Regions from separate parts of the Rattus norvegicus genome. Here region 2 is linked to region 1. Evidence: chromatin contacts called from public Hi-C data. All regions are on one chromosome and are shown on one strand. Each heading gives the region's core, a stretch centred on a gene start, on an enhancer-like site or on the middle of the called end of the contact. The rest is flanking DNA. Distances are from core to core; before and after follow the strand shown. Region 1 holds the start of Slc22a23 (solute carrier family 22, member 23). Region 2 overlaps Slc22a23 (solute carrier family 22, member 23).

The links. Hi-C and Micro-C count contacts between places; a contact is called where the count stands out from the background.
Region 2: a contact with region 1 is called in a Hi-C map of liver, with 5 times the contacts expected there. The contact joins the enhancer-like site here to the promoter of Slc22a23 in region 1. A contact is called at or near these places in 6 of 12 Hi-C or Micro-C datasets (Schwann cells, frontal cortex, kidney and 2 more) and 1 of 1 datasets of contacts at active chromatin or transcription factors (oligodendrocytes).

What each region holds. Positions count from the first base shown.
Region 1 is chr17:30,747,312-30,752,033 of GRCr8, reverse strand. Slc22a23 (solute carrier family 22, member 23) reads right to left here and starts at 2,589. Exons shown (of 11, transcript NM_022624.1): 1 at 1,196-2,589. The coding sequence starts at 1,834.
Region 2 is chr17:30,799,412-30,804,133 of GRCr8, reverse strand. All of the region lies in intron 3 of Slc22a23 (solute carrier family 22, member 23), which reads right to left. Among named protein-coding and RNA genes, the nearest start is that of Slc22a23, 52 kb to the right of the region's middle. Within about 2 kb of position 1,918, at least 8 of the 93 cell types and tissues checked have an H3K27ac peak or open chromatin away from gene starts, as enhancers often do. A contact at or near this core is called in kidney and liver, where this site is marked.

The DNA.
Region 1 (4,722 bases), core at 1,340-3,839:
AGATCCATGAGCTACAACTGTTTACTAACACACACTGGTTGTAGAGCTGGATTCCACCCACACAATTATAAACTGTCCAAACCCATGCTCGCATTTCAAACAGTTCAGAACTGCCCCGTTTCTAACTGCGCTGTTTAAACTACCAAAGGGACAGAAGCTACAAATGTTTCACAAATTGTTTAACAAGGCGGCATCCAGTATTTCCTACAGGCCAAGAAAAGTGAAAATTATGGGTACCTGGGATCATGATTGTCTAACAGTACTGTCCATTTTCTGGGTGACATACATCTCTCCAAGAACACTCCTGCTATATTACACAGAATGCAAGACCTTTGCAAGGGTCAGGGAGGAGAAAGTGGGAACCAGGTCTCAATGACTCAGACCAGAGCAGCTGCTGTACAAGAGCATCAATGACACCCTGCATGCTTCCCACATCCTCCTATGCTGTGGGACTATTTACTGAAGTCCTGAGAAAGTATTTGAGGGAGTACCCCAACATTGAACTCTACAGTCAGATCTCTGGAAAGGACAGAGCATGGTTGGGATGGGGGCCTGGGGTAGCAAGGAAACTTTTCAAAGGGCTCTGCTTCTTTGTCTGTAACTTGGATTCTTCAACTGGCTTTAATCTGCTCAAGGCACGTGTGGAGTGGCTGACGTCTGCTGGAAAGAATATCTGTGAGTAGAACACTATTTTTCATGGGTAGTTAGTTCTTGGTGGGAGACACAGGGCCACAGCTATGTCCTGGCTCCAAGGAGCAGTCCTAGAAGAGGGACTGAGTCTTCCAAGGCCGCTGCTGAGCCATCAGTGACTGACACCTAGGGAGATAGAGGAGAGGATTTGAACCTTCCGAGAAGGGGCGCCCTTTCCATATGTGTACTGGGACAGGAGTTTGGGTGGAAATTAGAAAAGGCTAAATCGGTTTCTTTGAAGCAGATGCAGCGTCACCGGCACCGCAGAGGGCGGCAAAAAGCCTTGGCTTTACATCCAAGTAAGAGCATCTCATTTGGGGGACAGCTGGGAGCCCAGTCAATGCGGGGTTTGTGCGTACACAGGCTAACATTTCAGGTTCCTCCGCTGGGTAAGTCTGGGACCCAAGTCTGCAGAGAAAGAGATGGAGAGCAGAGAGATGCGACCGAGGTCGGAAGAAAAAGGCTCACAAGAAGAACGCGGGGACGCAGCGGTCGTGGTCCTTACCTTGCTGACCACGTTTTGGACGAGGCCAGTGCGGATGCCGTAGTCCCACGCGTGGCACTCGCAATTTGAGTCGTTGTTCCCTTTGCCTGGAGGGGACGGGAGGGGTGGTGTGTCGCTGCTGTTGCTTCGGTTGCTTGTGGTCCCCCAGGAGGCAGTGGAGAAAGGGGTGGCTGAGGGGCTGGTCCAGTTGCCCATGTCACCCCATCGGCCGGTGACAGTGGCACCCGCCAGCTCGGTGCCTTTGCCGGCCCCGTGGCACCAGAAGTTGGGCTGGTCCAGAAGAAAGGAGTCCGAGAACTGGCTGAAGCCGATGAACAGCGCCGGGATCCAGGTGAGCACCACCAGGGTCTTCTGGTAGCCGCCGCCCAGGCCCCCGAGGAAGGGCAGCACAGAGCCATCGTAGTCCAGCAACAGGAGGCTCGGGGCGGCTGCTGCCGCACAGCAGCTCGAGTGCGGGCCGCCGCTGGGGTGCAGCGCAGGCAGCGGCTGGATCTCCGCGCTGCCCCCGGAGCCCGCGCGACCCCCGAGGGGCGCCGAGGCCGCCGCGTCTCCGGGCGGCAGGGAGCCGTTCTCCTCCGCCGGGGCCGGCTGCCTCCCGGCACCACTACCCGCCGCCTCGCGCCGCCGGTCTATCGCCATGGCCAGGGCCCGCGGCGCCCGCAGAGGCGCATAGAGCGCGGCGGAGCTCGGCGGGCGCCCGGGCACAGCGCCGCCGCCGAGGAGGAGGGCCCGCGGCCGGAGAGAATGCTCCGGGCCCGGTGAGTCAGGCCACCCCCATGTCACCCGCGCACCCCCTCGCCCTGGGCGCCGGGCAGAAGACGTTCGAGCCCTTAGCCTCCGCGGCTCATCCGCGCCGCGGCCCGGGCGCCCGCCGAGCTCCGAGGCTCTCCGCTGCTGCGCGCTGGCCGCGGAGGAGGAGGAGCCCGACCCGCGCCCTTGTCGCGACTCAGGGCCCTGCGGGCACCGGTGCGCGTTGTGCTGGAGCCGCGGGCGGCCGCGGGTTAGGAGGTCCTCCACGGACTTCGGGCGCTCCCGGAAGCCGCGAGCTCGCAGCCAGCCTGGGGAGCCGGCCGCGCTCTCGGCTCACCGAGCTGGCCTCCGCCTCCCGCCCCGGCCCGCCCCCTCTCCCCCCGCCGAGGTGGAGGTAACCGCGGCACCTGCTGCGCCGCTCCTGCGCACGAGCGCCCCCTCCAGCCGGGCTCCGTCGCCGCCGCCTGGACAGACGCAGGGGCGGGGAGAGGGACACCCGGGCCGACGCAAGATCCCCGGCGGTCTCTGGGCTGGACAGGGGTCCCCAAGGAGTCCGCACTGGCGGGGAATGAGGGGATAGGGTCGTCTGCCAGTCTCAAGTCCCACAACCGCAAGGAACCCCGCCCAGGGCACACCGGCTTTCCGTGACCTCTCTTCGTATCCGAGGTGCCCGGTGGCTGGCACCCCACTCCTGGTCCTGAGCCCAAGCGTTGCCTGCCTTCCAGAACAACCTTCTGTGCTTCTTCCAGACTCAAATAAGGCTGCTTTTTATGGCCACGGGTCAGGGGCAAGGAAGCATATTTGACAATTTTAGGTTGACAGCCCCTCCAACGCTGGGTCACACGCGACCCATTGCAGCACCCGCCCCAAATCGCCATTTCTTTCTGTGCTCCAGAATGAATGTCAAATAAACACAATGCTGGATGGCTATACCTTGAAGGGGAGCCACATACTCGATACAAACGTGAATGAGGGCGGCCTGCCCCACCCCCTCCCCAAGGTCTCGGATTCATAATTCCCATGCTGTGTGCACAGGCGCACACATCTACACCTCACAGGAGATCCAAATGCTCTCGGCACTCCAGACTCCAGAGCCAGCCCTTGCCCAGCTAGCACTATATAAATAACACCAGCCCTGCGGCAAACGGCCGCATTAGCATATCTTCTCCTGCTTGCTGGGCTTGACACCAGTGAGAATTATGCGGCTTTCATCTTAGCCTCACTACATTCTGGAGACATTTCATATCCTGAGAAGTTTATTAATGGAATTAATGGAAATCTTAAATGGAGCAATCTATCTCTGGTCTTATTTAGCACAGGGGAAGAAGCTAGCCTTCTCTTTCCAAAAGCATATCCTGCGAGTACACGTATGGGATGCATTCTCTAAGCATCTCCAATATTTGCTCAGCTGCATGTTGTATAATTTAGTGGGAGACTTTTTTTTTAAAGCATGCAGCTCAATGTTCCAGTCAACATGTACTTACTGCTGAAATTCTGGCACGTGGAAGGAACTATTTCTGAAGACTGCCAGAGAGCTGGACTTTGGGGAACCCAACTGTGAACTCTCCTGTGTGGCTGGGAAGAGGAGATTAGATAACAATAGACGGAAGAGACACAGGCTGCAGAGGACACTAAAGGTCTAGGAAACCCAGTCTGCTAATTTAAGCATATTTAATGACATACTTGAATGAGAATGTCATTATGAGACCCATCGCGCTGTATAATGATTATACTCTAATAAAGTGTTATTTTAGAAATCAGTTGGGAGTGACAGTGCACCCTGTCAATACATGTGATCTCCTCCTCCCCCTCCCTTTTCCTCCCTCCTCCTCTTCCTCCTCTTCTTCTTCAATTTCACCTTATTGGTTGGTTTAACTTTTCTTCCCTTCTTTCTCACTTGAAGAGCTAATACTTGGGAATTGCTGACCCCCACCCCCAACAGAACAGAGTCAACACTCAATGAACAAGTATTAGATATTTATTACCGACTCCACCCATTGCACACAACTTACATTTTCTTATCTGAACTGAAATGCAATAGGCCAGGCTTTCTTTCACTCCCTTTCCGTGTTGATTCTTTCAAAGGAAGCCTGCTCGGTGTCTGGTTCTGCTTCCTTTGCCCATCTGCTCACTAGGAACCCAGCTGAAGTTCTGTAACTCATTGCAAAACACAGTCACTGATCTTAACAATGGCTTGTCTAATTGAGATAATAATCATGGGGGACTTCGGAGGGGGTTGCTTTCAGGTCCACAGTCATTCAATTCTTTCATCTAGGGCTGAGATGAAGTGAGCCCTAGATGCTCAACAAACCACTGGTTTTAGATCCCTACTCATCTAACCTCCAGGGTTCTTTCATTTCAACATGCAGGGACAGATTACCAACCACAGAAGAGTTTACAAAGGTGTTTGTCGAAAAGGAGTGACAGATACTGTTTGACTAGTAACCACTTTGCTATACATGTATATACCAAAACATCCTGTACACATTAAATATATACAATAAAATAAAGTTTAGAACCTTAAAATGAGGTCTGTTTGCCTTTTAAAGAAAAGCTAGTTGTTAATGTATGCTTATAAGGTGGGCACAGCCATGGCCCAGAAGTACCTTCATTTTAAAGTTCTTTATTTTTATTCTAAACTCTAGCAATAATCCTCAAGTGGTACATTCTAAGATTTTTGGAGGCACGCTGAAAAATGGTGCCCTCTAAAGCAAGAGCTGAATTCCAACCCCAAATATTTGGAATTCAGCAGCAGCAGCAGCAGCAGCAGCAGCAGC
Region 2 (4,722 bases), core at 669-3,168, 53 kb before region 1:
TAAGAATGGTTGAAACAGTAAAACATTTGATGTATATATGTTTTACAACAGTTGAAAATCATTATAAGTTACTTAGCAAGACATATGACACAAGAACAAGATAATATTCTGAGGCTGACATGAATTAAACCCTATGTTTGAAGTATCTCATACTATTCACTAAGTTGAATTAAAGTTGCCTTTGCCACAATTACCTCTGACATGCTTATTGCTTCATCCAAAGGACACTGTTCCATGAATTGCATCATTTGAAAACATGCTGCCCCTTCCTTGGCTCCCTGTGTACCAGCTTATCTGAGTCACCAGTGGCCAGTGAGGGCATTCTTTTCTGTCTTGCTCAACTGATTCTTTACCTGCACCCATCACTCTCCCACACCCTGATCTCTAGGTGATCTCAGCTTTGCTCACAGATTTCAGCTGCTACTTTATGCTGAGGCCCCACATTCCTTGCTGCTGGGACTTGGAATTGGAAGTCATTTCTAAAGCTAAGCTGGGAGATGCTCGCGGGGGAATCACCTTCCTAAAACAGAAATCATCATCTTTCCTTCCCACACCCCACAGAAGAAAGGACGGTCAGTAGCTTCAAACTCAGTAGGACATGGGATCAAAAGTTGTCTCTTATACTTTGAGGGAAACACACACATTCACGTATGCATATACATGTACACGTATGCATATACATATTCGCATCTATCCAGGTGCAAGCAGTTATGTGTTCATCTTTCTGTGTTCTCCTCATACTTCAGTTTTTTTTTATTGGTCTATGGATCCCACTTTGCCCTGGCCTTTATTTATCTCCTCTTCCTTACACAGATACTGCAGCAGGCTCTCAGTTTCTAGCTCAGCCGGCAAGGTTGGCCTGATTACAACTGCTTACAGCCCGAGTGATTCCTCTAAATCAAACATTTAAAGGGTTTCCTCTCTTGCTTGGGCTCCTTCATTGACTTGCTACTATCCTAAGTTCATGGGAGACTTCTCAGGTTTTGTTAGTCATGTTCTAGCCTCCAGACAGGTTCTAATGACCTTCAGTACCCAAAATGCACTAGGCTCCAGCCAAACTCTAATGATCCACAGTACCCAGAAGGCACTGGGCTCCCCTGGTCTTTGAGAACCAGATAATGAACACAAAAGCCAAAGTTCAGTAGTTTCTTTCTGATGCAAATGCTCTTAGTCCAATCAGAGTACATTCCTGATCTTCCCTTCTTGAACTCTGAGTGTCTTGGGAGACAGGAAGGTGTGTGCCTCTGAAACCTCAGAGCCTGATGGCGCCTAGGGTTTAATATATACCCAAGTTGACAAGCTACTATTTCCCTGGCCTTCAAACGTTTCACACAGAAGGAATAAAGGAAGAAGTAGGTCTTACATGAGCTGCCAAAAAAGAATCATTTGAAACAGAACAAATCTGGCATGGCACAGTGATTTGAATAAGAGTCACTGACAGCACAGTTCTATGGCGCTATATAATTTAAGGTGGATTCCTGTCTTCTCAGGCAAGACTATGGCTTTCATTTCATTAACAGCAAACCTTGGCAAACCAGGTATGGTCTCACTTCCCCCACATATGTTTGAAGGTTTTCAAGAAGCCGGGACTCTTAATTTGTTTTCAAAGTGATTGATTTATTTCATTATTTTATTTTCATTCGGGGAGTGGGGGAGGCATCCAAGAGTCTGTCGTACATTGCTTTCTTAGTATCCCAAACTCTTTCTAGGAATTCCAGTTTTCAGCTCTGTGTCCTGTCCTGTCCTGTCTTTGCAGATGAGAACAGAGAATCCCGGAGGGTCTAACCGGATCCCAGGACTTTCCTAAACCCGTAAATGTGCAGTGAGGAAGGGAAATGCAGATGGGGCAGGTGAGGCCAGGTTGTTGACAGGAAAGCAAGGGCTTAGACCACAGGAAAGACAAACTGTTAACCATTAACCCCACCCAGTCACTTCTCCTCTTCTAGGCTGGCCTCTGCAGCCACTCCATGTGACCTCCACCTCCGCAGGATGGAATTCCGCCAACGCTAGTGATTGAGTTTAGGATTCTAAGGTTGTGAAATACTCAAACTGGAAGAGCTTCTCCAGGTGTTTGTTCTTCCTAATCCCCCTCCCCCATTTCTTCCAGGAACGGACCTATGCTTTGAACACATTAGAAAATCCATCCCCTAACCGGAGAAGCTGGCAGATTTTAAGTCATCTGCTGTGGTCACAGTCATCTGAGGGACTCAAGCCACAGCTCAGATCTATCGATTTCCAGACCATTCTATGGATTCTTTTGCTGTATAGACTGTTCTGTTTCAAAGTACAGAGGCAGCATTAGAATTCCAGCATGACAAAACTTGGCCCACAAGGAACCATACAATTTAGTAAGGCTTTTTACTCAGTAGAGAATACAGCTAAGCCCTATAATTTCAACATGCCAAAGGCTCAAAGTATTTGCTGGTTTTGTTTTCCTCCTCTGATTTTGAGATGTATCTATCCTTACCAAATTGAAAGGCCCTTGATAACCAAGCACTTTTTTGTCTCCTAGCTTCTGCAAAGATGAGGCATGAGGTTCTCAGGGAGGCCTTGGGCTTGCATTTTTAGTGTGCAGAAGACACAGCACATCTGCACATGACCTATAGGCCTTCAAAAGTAATTTTGTTTGAAGGACTGATGTAGTTTAAGAAGAGTAGTCCTGGATGGCAAAGCTCACTGTCCACTGTGCTCTGTGCTCTGTACTACAGCATCCTGTCCACACAGGGACTTCATTACTAGCGATATCTATTACTATTCACTGCCCCATTGTGACATAAGGAACTCTGATGTTCATAGACAGGTCGGAGGAAAAGATTTAAAGGCAAGTGCTCCAGTTTAATATTTCCATTTTTTTTTTTTGAGATAGGTTCTCATTTTATAGCCCAGGCTAGCCACGAATTCACTCTGCAGTTTAGGTTAGCCTTGAACTTTTGGCAGTCATTCTATCTCAAGCTCCCAAGTACTAGGGTTATAGGCAGTACCCATCACACACTGTCTCCACACCTCTTCTTTCTCCTCTTCCTCCTCCTCCTCTTCCTCTCCTCCTCCTGCTGTGGATTCTCTAATCATGCCAAGTTGAGCCAGAGGAAAATAATTAAAGTGTGTGTGTGTGTGTGTGTGTGTGTGTGTGTGTGTGTGTGTAGTATGTGTTCAGGTACATGTGCCTATACACATGTGCAAAGCACAGGAAAAAGCTGGGGGTCCTTCTTTATCATCCATTACCTCTTCCCTTAGGACATGGTCTCTCACTGAACCTGCGTTGTGCTGCTGGCCAGTAAGTCTCAGACATTCTTCTGTCTCTGTTTTTCTAAGGTGCTGAGGCCCACGCAACCAAGCCCAACTTCTGAAAGATTATAATTTTTTGTATGCATTTGACTGTGTGTGTGTGTGTGTGTGTGTGTGTGTGTGTTTGTGTGTGTGTGTACACCACATCACAGGTATATCCCTAGTGCCTGCAGAGGCCAGAAAGAGATTTTGAGATGTCGAGAGTGGATTTTCATACAGTTGTGAGATGCCACGTGGGCGCTGGAACCCAGACTGGAGTCTCTGCAAGAGCAGTAAGTTCTCTTAAGTTCTGAGCCCCTCCTCCAACCCTTCATATGGATCTTAGGGCTTTGAAAACAGGTCCTCATGCTTACACAAGCTTTCTCATCCGAGGGGGAAAAGTCCAGTTAAAGTAAGACGGTTTGTCAATGCCTATGGTAAACTCTGACTCATGTCCTTGGTGGAAGATGCCCTGTCAGTAGAGCTGGCCCACACAGAATCAGGTTTACAGCCCAGAAGAATGTGCTGCAGAAAGACCCAGGTATTAGAGATGGATGGGGATGGGGGTGGGGAGAGACCCAGCGAGCACGTATTCTCATGGAACTTGCCAACCAGATGTGAGGCAAATGTTTGCCCTCTAGATGCAGTCAACTACTTGTTCAACAGGCGACCTCCATTCTCTTCATTCCCTAGCTCAACAAGCTCCATTCTCTTCATTCCACAGCTCTGCTGCTGCTCACTGCCTACAGCCATTTGGTACAGTCATTCAAGTAAAAAGCAAGAAACGGTGTAGACGCGATACCTAGCAATCCTGTTGACTGAAGTAAGTCCCTATGTTTTCAGCAACACAGACAAATACAGAGAATACATCAATACAGGGCTTCAGAAGAATATATATGTATAAAGGTAGACGGTATAGCAAGAATACACATATCATCCTGCCCCTATGGATTAGGAACTATTTAATGTTTCTTTGAGAGTTTAAACTCATTAGTGTCGTGTCGGGGGAAAAACCACACCCTTCCACCTAGAGCAAACCTTAGATTTTTTTTCCTACTCTATTTTGCAATTAAGTCAAGACTTGGATTCTAATTTTGCGATGTCATCAGTAACTCAGGCACTTTACAATTTCTGATCATTCTTTGTGTGTGTAAAATTCATCCAGTCATTTGGGCTGCTTAGGATTAAAGAGGGTTATTAAAATGAGAACTGCCTTGAGAGGATTTTTCAAGAAAGTTATTCATTGTTAGTTTTTAAAAAAAACTTACATAGTTACATTTACATGTTTATCTCCAGGGAAGCTCTCTGCTAGCAAAAGGAAATATCCATTGTTTCAAACCAGAAAAGCAGAATTACAGGAAGAGAAAACTGTAATAGTTAAGAGGGTGGAGATTTAATGACCAGAGAAACTAAGAAGAGGCATCTGTGATAATATGATCTAGTGGTACATCCTGAAAC